Regions from separate parts of the Sus scrofa genome. Here region 1 is linked to region 2. Evidence: chromatin contacts called from public HiChIP or PLAC-seq data. All regions are on one chromosome and are shown on one strand. The core of a region is the stretch at or near the end of the contact, and the rest is flanking DNA. Distances in the headings are between cores, read along the strand shown. Region 1 has its middle 25 kb from the start of MIR9861. Region 2 overlaps CASZ1 (zinc finger protein castor homolog 1).

What was found. HiChIP or PLAC-seq counts read pairs in DNA pulled down with a chosen protein or histone mark.
Region 1: an H3K27ac HiChIP or PLAC-seq map of skeletal muscle shows a contact between it and region 2. The contact joins two enhancer-like sites. A contact is called at or near these places in 1 of 47 Hi-C or Micro-C datasets (embryonic fibroblasts) and 1 of 2 datasets of contacts at active chromatin or transcription factors (skeletal muscle).

The regions. Positions count from the first base shown.
Region 1 is chr6:71,086,159-71,091,236 of Sscrofa11.1, reverse strand. No RefSeq gene overlaps it. Among named protein-coding and RNA genes, the nearest start is that of MIR9861, 25 kb to the right of the region's middle. Within about 2 kb of position 2,351, at least 8 of the 83 cell types and tissues checked have an H3K27ac peak or open chromatin away from gene starts, as enhancers often do. A contact at or near this core is called in skeletal muscle, where this site is marked.
Region 2 is chr6:70,903,054-70,908,412 of Sscrofa11.1, reverse strand. CASZ1 (zinc finger protein castor homolog 1) reads left to right here. Exons shown (of 21, transcript XM_021095326.1): 5 at 3,430-3,918. Among named protein-coding and RNA genes, the nearest start is that of CASZ1, 120 kb to the left of the region's middle. Within about 2 kb of position 1,477, at least 8 of the 83 cell types and tissues checked have an H3K27ac peak or open chromatin away from gene starts, as enhancers often do. A contact at or near this core is called in skeletal muscle, where this site is marked.

The DNA.
Region 1 (5,078 bases), core at 1,102-3,601, 180 kb before region 2:
GGCAGCCGTCGCCCGGGTGTCAAGGCATCGGGCAGCTGCAGTAGAGGGCTGGGGTCCTTGTCCCTCACTGGGGCGGACATGGGGGCCTTTTGGGGGGGCAGGGAGACCCCCTTTTTTCTGTAAATAAGGAACGTGGACCGGAGGGCGGGGGTGACAGTCGTGCCTTCCACTTTGTTTCAATCACTTCCAAACTGATTACTCTGTGAAGTGGAAAATCTGGGTAGATGAATGGTTTAATTCTCTTTCTCTTTTCTTTTGCTTTTTTCCCCCTCGGCCTCCAGTTTTGTTTTGTTGTGTTCCCCCCTCCCTTCTTCTTTTTGCAACTTCCCCCTCTTCTCAGTGCTGTGTTCATACAAAGGCTTTTGGCGAGGTGCACGCGAAGCTGCAGCCTGGAAAGTCAGCTGGGAGACCACCCAGTCCCATCCCGGCTCTGCCTGGGAACTGAAGGGGTTAACAATGCCCGCTCCAGCCTTCAACTTTTTCAGGATTTTCTATTTCCTCCCTCCTCAAGTTCTGGATGAGAGTTTGAACTCGCAGGAGCGTCCATGGTCGTGGGCACAAAGGTCCACTCACACACTCAGTGACCCCCCCATCCCCCCCTCCCGTCCCCAATTCCAGACAGCACGTGTGCACGCGTACACCCGCACACAAACCCAGCAACAGAGACCTGAGAGGATCTGCAAATGAGAGCTGCTCGCCACTGCTGATCCGGCCAAAAGAACGACAGGAAACTTAAAAAAGAAAAGGAGGAGGGATCGATTATTCGACCTGTACTTGAACCCGACTGAAAGAGATAAAGCGGAATTTTCAATAGGTCCCCTGCCCTTTTCACCAGGAGGGAAAGAGGAGAAGAAAAACAAGAGATATTTATATGACAGCAGCTGCTGAAAATAGCATTTCAGAGCCATAAAAAAAAAAAGGCAAAAAGAAATTCAATGGTAGAAAAGGCAAGAAACTCCTTGTCTGCTCCCCAAAAGGCCAGGCAGGCAGCAAGTGTCTGTGGCTGGAAATGCACGCATGCCTTCTATAGATCTGTTTGAAATTATACTTGTCATTGAGGGGGAATTTATGCTTCTATTGATCTGCAAAAGGAAAATATTAAATGGTTTGGTTTTGATCTTTCGGTGACCCCAAGGTCAAGGGTAGTAGCGGATTAGTATTCATAGAATTCATCACGGAATTGCAGCCTGCATCCACTTTATGCAAACATGCTCAAAACACGCCTGGTGAAGCAGGCAGCAAATGGCCAATGACAAGGAAAGAGCCAACGCCATCCCCTCCCTCCCTGTGGGGCTTGTCTTCTTCCCACCCCTCGGGGAGAAAACGAAACGACAAGCAGTAGGGATGTATCTGCAGGGATGAAGACAACCCGGGACTTGGGGGCTTGTACAAAAGGTGGGGTTCCCCTGGTGAGGCAAGGACACAGGAAGTTCAGAAGATCACCTGCAATGGGGGTTATGGTGTGGGGCTGAGACACCCAGGAGCACTGTGAGTGAGGGGTCCAGACAGTAGGAAGGGGCACCCATATCTGGAACAGGACAGCACCCAAAAGGCGATGCCCAGACACACACGTGACACACGTGCGCGTGCGCGCACACACACACACACACACACACACACACACGCAGCCCGTGGAAGTCAGGTCTTTCCTGGAGGGAGGGACGTGACGTGCTGGCCAGCAGGCCGAGAGCTACACTCCTTGCCGAGCAAGGGTGACATTGCTTCTCGTTCCACCCGAGGAGCGTCCTCGGTGTGGCGCCCACGTGCCCAGCCGGGGAAGAGAGAATGGCCGGGCCTGTGTGCTGCCCTGCTCCACCCAAGCCCTGCTGCTCCCCCAGCTCCGCCAGCAGCCACAGAAACCGGGTCCAAAATGTGTGTGCGACAGGGACGCACATGGAGCCCCTGGGGACCGGCCATAAACACCCTCCCCACCCTGGGCTCAGCACACAAGTGCCCTCTTAGCAGAGTCTGTCCCCAGTGGTGGGAACATTTGGTCAGTAACAGTCACTTGCCAAGGAACTAAAAATAACCCACCCAGCATATTCCTGCAATGGCAGGAATTCTGGCTGGTCCTTGTTCTGCCGATGGGGGGTCGGTGGGGGGTCGGTGGGGGTACAGATCTCCACTACCACGGGGGCCGACACAGCAGACTTCTGGGGACACCCTAGCAATGCTCGCTGTCATTATTGGGAGGCTGGTCGCCTGTGTTCTCATCTCTCTGACCACTCACGACCCTCTAAGGCAGGGGTTGTTGATTTCCCATTGTATAGGTGAGAAAACTGAGCCTTGGTGAGACCAGGTCATGTGCTCCAGGTCTCGGCTCTGTCCTGACACCAAAGTCCACTCTCTTATCCGCTCTGCTCCAGCAGCCTGGCACCATTTGGGCAAATTCCAGGGTTGGGCCATATTTCAGGTGCAGGGGGGGAGGGGAGTTTGGGGTGAAGACCGGGCCATGGAAGCCGCAGGAGCCCCGGGGGCTGTGGGGAGGGAGAGTTAGAGTGGCCCCAGCCCTGCCTCCCCGTCCCTGCAAAGGAGGACAGCCCGGCGTTCTGCCTATTAATCATGTTTCATTTATATTAGCTTGACTCGATCTACTGTATATTTGAAATGGATTTAATTTTAGATCACGCACTATGGAAGGGGGCCAGTTTGGTGTAAGGAGCATTATGAATATTTTCCATAAGCTGGATATACATTATCCAGGGACAGATATACGAGCAGAGGCCCAGGCTCCTGGCTGGGGGAAGGGGCTGTGCTTTCGCTCCCGCCACTGCCCTGCAGCCCAGGGTCATGGCGCTTCAGAGGGGGCCCTCTCTGCCCCCTGTCCTCGTGGCAGTGGTGGGGGTATCGCAGCCCCATCTTCCCCTTGCCCGCGAGCTCCTCCCCACTGACCTTGAAGCCGCTGCTTCTCCTGGCTCCAGGCTGAGTTACCGGCCTGGGAGGGGGGTGTAACGAGGGCCACCCTGGGGCTGTGCCGGGGGGAGGGGGAAGGGCCCAGGGGAGGGACAGGAGAGGGTGTGGGATCAGAAGGGAAGGGGCCTTGGGACTCCCACCCTCAACTCCAAGCTCCAGTGGAGATGGAGAAAGCCTGGCTGCCCAGCTGGTGGGTGGGCACGTCCCATCCGACCTTCCCCAGAGCCTCTCAAGCCTGGGCTGGGGTCCCCCTCTCTCAGGAGTGGACCCTGGGCCTTGCCCCTTTCCGAGGGCACCAGAGCCAGGGGCCCCTCTCAGGAAGTGAAAGCTGGTGGCACTTGGGGGACAAGCCCACGGACACACAGCTGGGGAGCCGCAGATCAGGGTGACGGGTTCCTGCCCTGCAGCTCGGGGTGCTGCCCACCTCACGCCTGAGGCCCCACCATTGCTCCCCGCCCCCGAGACAAGCGGAATGAGAACAAGCTGCACCTTCTAGGGGATTTCTCTCTTCCTCACGCCCCACCCCCAGGGCTCCCACCGCTGTTCTTCTCTCAGCGCCACTGATCCATCCTTTCACAAACACTGCTCAGGGCCGTCTGCTTCTCTCCAACGCCCCTACCCACCTAGTCTGAGCGGCCACCTATTCTCTTGGAGCAGTGCCTGAGGCTCCTGGAGGGTCCCCAAAGCCCCCTGCCAACTCCAGTCTGTTCTGCACATCGTAGCTGGAGCCACCTGTGTAAAGCAGCACAGTGACATATGCGTCCCTCCTAATTCCCCAAGGTCAAATCCAAAATTGTATGCTGGCCAAGGAGACTCAAGGGAGAATGGACCCTGCCGACTTCCCCAGGGTGTCCACCGTCTTTCAGGCATTTTATCTGCCACATGCCATGGTCCCTCCACCACAGGACTTCGGCACAAGACAGTCTCCCTGCCTGGGTCACTGCCCTCCCCCTTTCACCTGGCTAACTTGTCTTTGACTCTCAGCATCTACTTCAACAGCCCCAGGAAGCCTCTGATCACCGCACCTTCCCCCCCCCCACCGCCCTGTCCCACCGCCCAATGCGATCGAAATCAAGTCCCACTCTGCCTTTTGCAGATCGTACTGCCATAGGGGACATTTGGGGTCTGCCTATCCACACCCAGCAGGCGAGACACTGGGCAGGCACGGGGCCATGCCATGGGCAGGTACCAGCCGAGCTGCTGCCTCACCACCATTCGCACGTCCATCAGTCCCTCCATCAGCTCGGCATATAATACACCCGTCACCCACCTCTGCCTGGGCTGGCAGACTTTCAGAAGTGGCATGCGACGCTTCCCTTATTCATTCTTAATTTAAGGTTTTGTGAGTTGTAATAACCCCCCTTTCCCCCAAATCACTGGGGATGGGACCTCCACGTCAGCCTGGGGCCAGGAGCGCTGAAGGGTAATTGCACTGCACGTATGCTAATGGTTGTCTGGAGAAGACAATGGTAACTAGAGAATTAGGACGGGGCCTCATTCTACCCAGAGTGCAGGGTGGGGGGCCTGGCGGGGTTGGGGGGCTGGAGTCAGGAGCCAGCGGGGAGCCTATGGGGGACTGTGGGGCCTGCAGTCCATAGCGGAGATGAGAGGGACTAGGGTTCCAGGCTATAGGGCTTGGTGGGTGATGGATGCCCTGGAAAGGGGAGCAGAAACCTCTTCTCTGAATTCCTCCCGTCCCACCTGCTCCCTCCCAGAGATGGCTCCAAGGAGAAGGGGGATCTGGGAGAATGGACGGGGGGCGGGGGTGGTGCATGGGGGTCACACAAATCCTGCATCTGCCTCCCACAGGCTGTGTGACATTAATTAAGTCACATAACCTCTCTGAGCCTCAGTTTTCTCTTTTCACAGTCTCATTTTATTAGTATCTGCCTCTAGCCTGTTCTGCATAGTATGAGAGACAGCACATAGAGGTAACCTACGGAGGGCTTGGCCCACGTAGGTCCTCCACAGGTGAATTTATTGCCGAAGTCTTTATAGCAATTAATCCATCATGGGTCTGTCCCCAGTCTGCAATAACGTAGAGTGTGGCATCCTGGTTTCCTTCCTGGAGAGGAGGTGATTCCAGGATGGAAGGAGTGTCTTGAGGCTCAAAAGTCACTTCCTCTGAGAGGCCTCTGCCACCTGCCCTCCGAGGAGGCTCCCTT
Region 2 (5,359 bases), core at 228-2,727:
GCCAGTACCTGCCTCACGGGATCCTCATGGGGCATGGGGACCTGGCGCCCAACAGGTGCAGGGACAGTCCAGTCCCTCCCTTTCTCCTGAGCAGGACCCGCTCTGCTGGGGGTTTGTTGGGTTTGCAGCCGGGGGAGGGGAGGCTCAGACCCTGGCAGGCGGCGAGGGGCCCCGGTGCCCCTGGCCTCTCCTGTCCTGGCGCCTCTTCTGGGTCAGGTGTGGCTTCCCGGTCTAGGGGTCTCATGCCCAGCTATGGCATCACACGTGCTTGTTTGTCCCCTCGTGGTCCCACCTGCCTTTTCCCAGGTCCTTGCAGGTCAGGCCCTTGCTTGGCGCAGACAAGCACCGTCTGACCTTACAATCCCGCAGCCCCTTCATGGGGAGAAAGCTTGCCCAGGGCCCAGGGCCCAGAGCTCACAGGGGCAGAGCCAGGCCATGAACTCACAACCGTCTGACCCCAGAGGCCAGCCCGTACTGGGGTGCTGGGTCACCTCCCAGGGCTCGTTCCAGCCTGTCTACCGGGGCCAGAGGCTGGAGACAGGGGAGCCCCTGGGATACCCACCTGCTCCTCTCCCCAGACCTGCAGGGGCCACCACAGCTGTGTCCCCCCCTCCCCGGGTAAGCAGTATGGGAGTCCCCTTCCCACCCTGCGGCCCAAGCCTGCCTCCTGGGCAGTATTGTTCCCAGAGGAAGTGTCCAGTGTAAATAGAGCAGCGGGCAGCCTGGTGGCGGGAAGGAGATGAAAGGGGCAGTGACAGGGCCGGGGACGGATGGCTTCCTCCCATTGAGGCCTGGCCGCGGCGTTTATATTTTAGGGAGGAAAGTCAAGAGAATGTTTACGTGGACAGGAGCCTGAGGTCAGACCATGAGGGGGCTCGTCTGCAGGCCCCAGGGCCCTGATGGAGGGGGTAGGCCGGAAGGCGGGCGGGCGGGCAACTTGAACCTCAGCTCCTCCACAGCCCCCTCCTCACAGCCCCAGGCGCACCCGCGTTTGCACTTAGGAGTAAGGCGTGCCTTTGCCTCGTCCCCTGCACCCTAGGCCCACACGCCTTCTCCACCTCCACCCCTGGGAGCGGCAGGAGAGTCAGAGGGAGGGCAACATCTGGAAGGCAGGTGGGCTGGGGCAGAGCAGCAGCTGGAGGGCAGGTGTAGGGGGCGTGGGCGGAGCAAAGGGGCCTGCGGGTGGGGGGTGGGCACTGGGTGCACAGCTGCACCGCAGCTGGTGGGGGCCCGTGAGGGACTGAGCCAGGCACGCAGCCGAGATCAGGAGAGGGTGGGCTGAGCCGGGTGGACCCAAGTGCCAGGAGGCTCCAGGATGGGTGGGGGCCCGGGGAGGGGGTGTCACCAGCAGCAAGTGCAGCCCTGGGAGCTTCTGCTTCCCTCTTCCTTGGGATAAATATTTATAGATTCATTTGCCGTCTGCCATACACACTTGGCTGCTTACCTCCCGGTAAAAATAGAGCAGGCTCCCCCACTCCCAGCTTTCCCTTCTCCACCAGGGCAGGGGACAAGGGTGCCAGGTGAGGCCTGCTCCCTAGGCCTGCTGGAGGAAACCTGGGGTCGCATCGCCTGGCGAGGGGCCCCATCCTGAGCTGTGAGAAGGAACCCGGCACGAGGCTTGGGGACTTGGGTGTGGGCAGCACAGACCTGGGACGTGGACAAACGTGGGTAGAGTGGGCACCAGGCTAGGGTGACGGTGAGGCTGGGCAGAGCCAGCGCCACAGTGCCACAGGACTAGGAGGACAGAAGTGAACCAAGCAGATCCTCCTTGGGGCTGGGCTGGGCTCACTGGGCTCACTGGGCTCCCCTGGACCAAGCAAGGCCATCCGCCCCGGCAGCTTCAAGGCAAGGATCTGGGGCCACTGGCCATTGTCGGTATCAAGGGCCAGCCGTCTGTGTGTACAAGTCAGGTCTGCTTAAGTCTGCGGTCCTGGCATAGGTGTGGCCCCTGCTCTCTGAAGAAGCCTCTCTGTGGCTTCCAGGCGTGTGGGTTTTTAGGGTCTCCATCCATTATAGTGAAGCCTCTTCTGACCATGGACTTGGGAGCAGAGCCCCTGCCCTCACTTAGACTTTTGACCTGTGTGGGGACCCGGCCATGCCCACCCCACTGCTGAGGGATGCCCGAGGGAGCCCTGTCCCCGAGAGGCTTCAATGAGGCTCCCCATGCACAGAGGGAGTGTGAGCCAAGACTGTGCCTGCCGTGGCCACCGCCCTGCTCCTGGCGCCACCGCAGGATCTGGCACACAGTAAGAGTTCACTAAATGGATGGGAAGATAGACGGATGGATGGACAGATAGACAGATAAACAGGTGCAGGTGTCCGCTTCTGTTGGCCTTTGTGGCAGGTCCCAGGCTGTGTGGTGGGTGGTCTTTCCAGGTGCCACCAGGACCCTGGGCGGCCCGCTCAGCAGCCACGAGGGGAGCCGTTTGCATATTCAGGGACGAAGCTCCGTGACTGCAGCTTCTGGGCTTTCCATTGGGAGTTTAAGGAATCCCAGCCTGTTGAGCTGTAACTTCTCGGGGGCTGGAGCGTGGGCGTCCTGGACCAGCCAGGCCTCCCGGGCCTGCAGGAGCTGGCCAAGGCGAAGAGGGCAGAGGGATGTCCACGGCGGAGATGCGTGGCCCCTGGAGGGCCGTGAGGAGCTTGGCCCTGGGACAGCCCTGTGTGAGGCCTGGGGAGAAGGGGAGCCCATAGCAAATGGCCAGAGGAGCTCACGAGGGCAAACAGAGGCCTTCGGTGGGGGTGCAGCAGATTCCAGGGCTTTCTGAAGATCAGAGGTTAGAGTTGGGCGGGGCCCAGGGACCAGGCTGGGCAGAGAGGTTGCTGGGGGTGAGATGCCCAGGTGGGGAAGGGTGCCAGCCGGGTGCTGCTGAGACAGGAGGCAAGAGGTCAGCGTGGCTGCTACCTGGCCCGCGGCTCTGTCTCCCCGCTCCGGCAGGCCACGGGGTGGGGCAGCAGTTCTCAAGTGGAGTCAGGCTGTTGTCACTTGCCAGCTTTGTCCCACAGCTCATTAGCCCACGTGCCCCTGCGTCCTCATGCATCAAAGGGCACGTGGCCTCTTGTCTGGGACATGGCTGGCCTGCTCTCAGGGGAGGTCTCCAGGGCCGACAGACACAGGAGATGCTTCCAGGAGCCAGGTGCTCGGAAGAAGGCCTCTCGTGTTTGAAGAGGCATTCGTTCATTCATTTGTTGGTTCACTTACAAAATGTTTCCAGAACCACCTAGAACGCGCCAGGCTCTGGGGATGCAGCTCAGGGTTCAGCGAGGGGACAAACGCGTGCCTGGCCGTCTTGGCACAGTGCGATGGACCCCAGATTGGGGAGAGCTCTGGTTTGGGGGACCCAGGGGCAGGGCCTCCTCCCCGACTGTTGAGGTGGTTGGCCATGCCAGCCCGTGGGCGCTGCTGACCTCTGTCCTTTGTCCCTGCAGCTGAAGGCACCCGGTGCTCCGACCCGCCCGCAGGCAAGCCCGCGATGGCGGCCAAACGCAAAGGCGGCCTGAAGCTCAACGCCATCTGTGCCAAGCTGAGCCGCCAGGTGGTGGTGGAGAAGGGGGCCGAGGCCGGCTCCCGCGCCGAGGGCAGCCCGCTGCGGCCCCGGGACAAAGAGCGAAGTGGCCCCGAGGCGGGGGTGGCGCGCGCCCCCCGCAGCGAAGAAGACAAGAGGCGGGCGGTGATCGAGAAGTGGGTCAACGGGGAGTACAGCGAGGAGCCGGTGCCCGTGCCCATGCTGGGGCGGATCGCCCGGGAGGGCCTGGAGCTGCCCCCCGAGGGCGTCTACATGGTGCAGCCCCAGGGCTGCAGCGACGAGGAAGACCATGGTGAAGAGCCCGCCAAGGACGGCACCGTCGTGGAGGAGAAGGACTCGGACGGGGCAGCCTCCAAGGATGACAGTGGCCCCACTGCCAAGCAGGCTTCAGGTTGGTGTCTGAAGACCCACGAGGAGGGAGGCCTGGCAGGGAAGGAGTGGGGTGTGCACAGAGCATGCCTGCTTCCCTCACTCGTGCTGCAAATAGTGTGACTCCTCATTCTGACTCCGGGAGGACTCCTGCGGAGGGCTCGCCTGGAGCCAAGGTCATGACTGGAATGGGGGAGATGCGTTGGGCCGGGGCTGGGGGGCGGCGGCGGAGTGAGACGGGACGGACCTGAGAAGGCAGCTTCCCAGGTGTGTGAGCAGGGCTGGGACGGACTGCCAAACACACAGTGGGTCTTCAGGAAGCAGTGGATGGAGGATGGACAGGTGGACAGGTGGACGGATGGATGGATGGATAGGCAGACGGCCTGTAGGTAGATGCCCGTTCATGTGCACCTGCAGAGGGAAGGGGCCGCTGGTGGGGGGGGACGCGGTACCCGGAAGTGCACGCGGGCGTGATGCCCCGCCAGCCTATCCCGCTGTGCGCACCTGCCCTGGACACAGTCGCCTGGCCGATTTCTTTCCCAGGAGATGGCTAAGGCCTGGCTTTTCTGGTGTGTCGCTTTGTCCTTAGACACCGCGGCACCCTGAGATTCTTCTGCTCTGAGGAGGGAGGGCCTAGGGTCCAGGGTGGGAGAGGGGTCACCACTAGGACTGGAACTCTGAGTCTGGGGTCTTTTCTTAGCTCCCTAGCCTCCTTCCCAGCCTGTGCCTGGCGGCCTGAGCCTCCCCTGCCCGAGCCTCCCCTGCCCGCTCCCCTAGCCCCTTCCCCTGCAGCGAGGGGCACATCTCCTCCCTGCACGGGGAGCCCTGCGCAGCCACATAATTATGCATATAAGATATAAACAGAGCTGTTTAATTATCCTTCGCCACATCAGTGACAGAGTAATTAACAAACATTGCAAGATCAATGAGGAAAAGTGTGACCTTCAGTTTCCTCTGATAGGAAAAGCCCTTGCCGTTCCCAGACGCAAGGTGATTGCGTGGGGCCCGAGGAGACGGGAGGGACGGGGATAAGGGCCGCTGTCCCCTCAGTGCCCCCGCCCCTCCTGAGGGGTGGTGGGGGGGAAGGTCTGCGGAGGCAGTGCTGGAACTGCCAGTAGCTCATGGCTCCAGGCCTCGCCCCCTCGGATTTGAGGCCCATGGGACAGCAGGGTGACACTGGAGCACCTGAGAAGCCCCGGGCACAGGAGGGAGCCAGCGGAGCCCTCGCTGCCCACCGTGGGCTCGGGAAGGCAGGCCTCCGGGCTGCCCCCGGGACCCCCGCCTGGCCCCCTCCCTGCTCTAAGCCGCCTGCCCTTCAAAGCCTTCTGTTTCTCTGCCATATATAGCGAGGGCTCAGCTGCCTTCAGCTATTTTTAGCCCCTTTCCCTGGTCCCCGAGCCACTGAATCTAGCAGCCGGAGCCCACTCCTCCCAGGCTGGGTCCCCAATCCCAAGTAGCTTGAG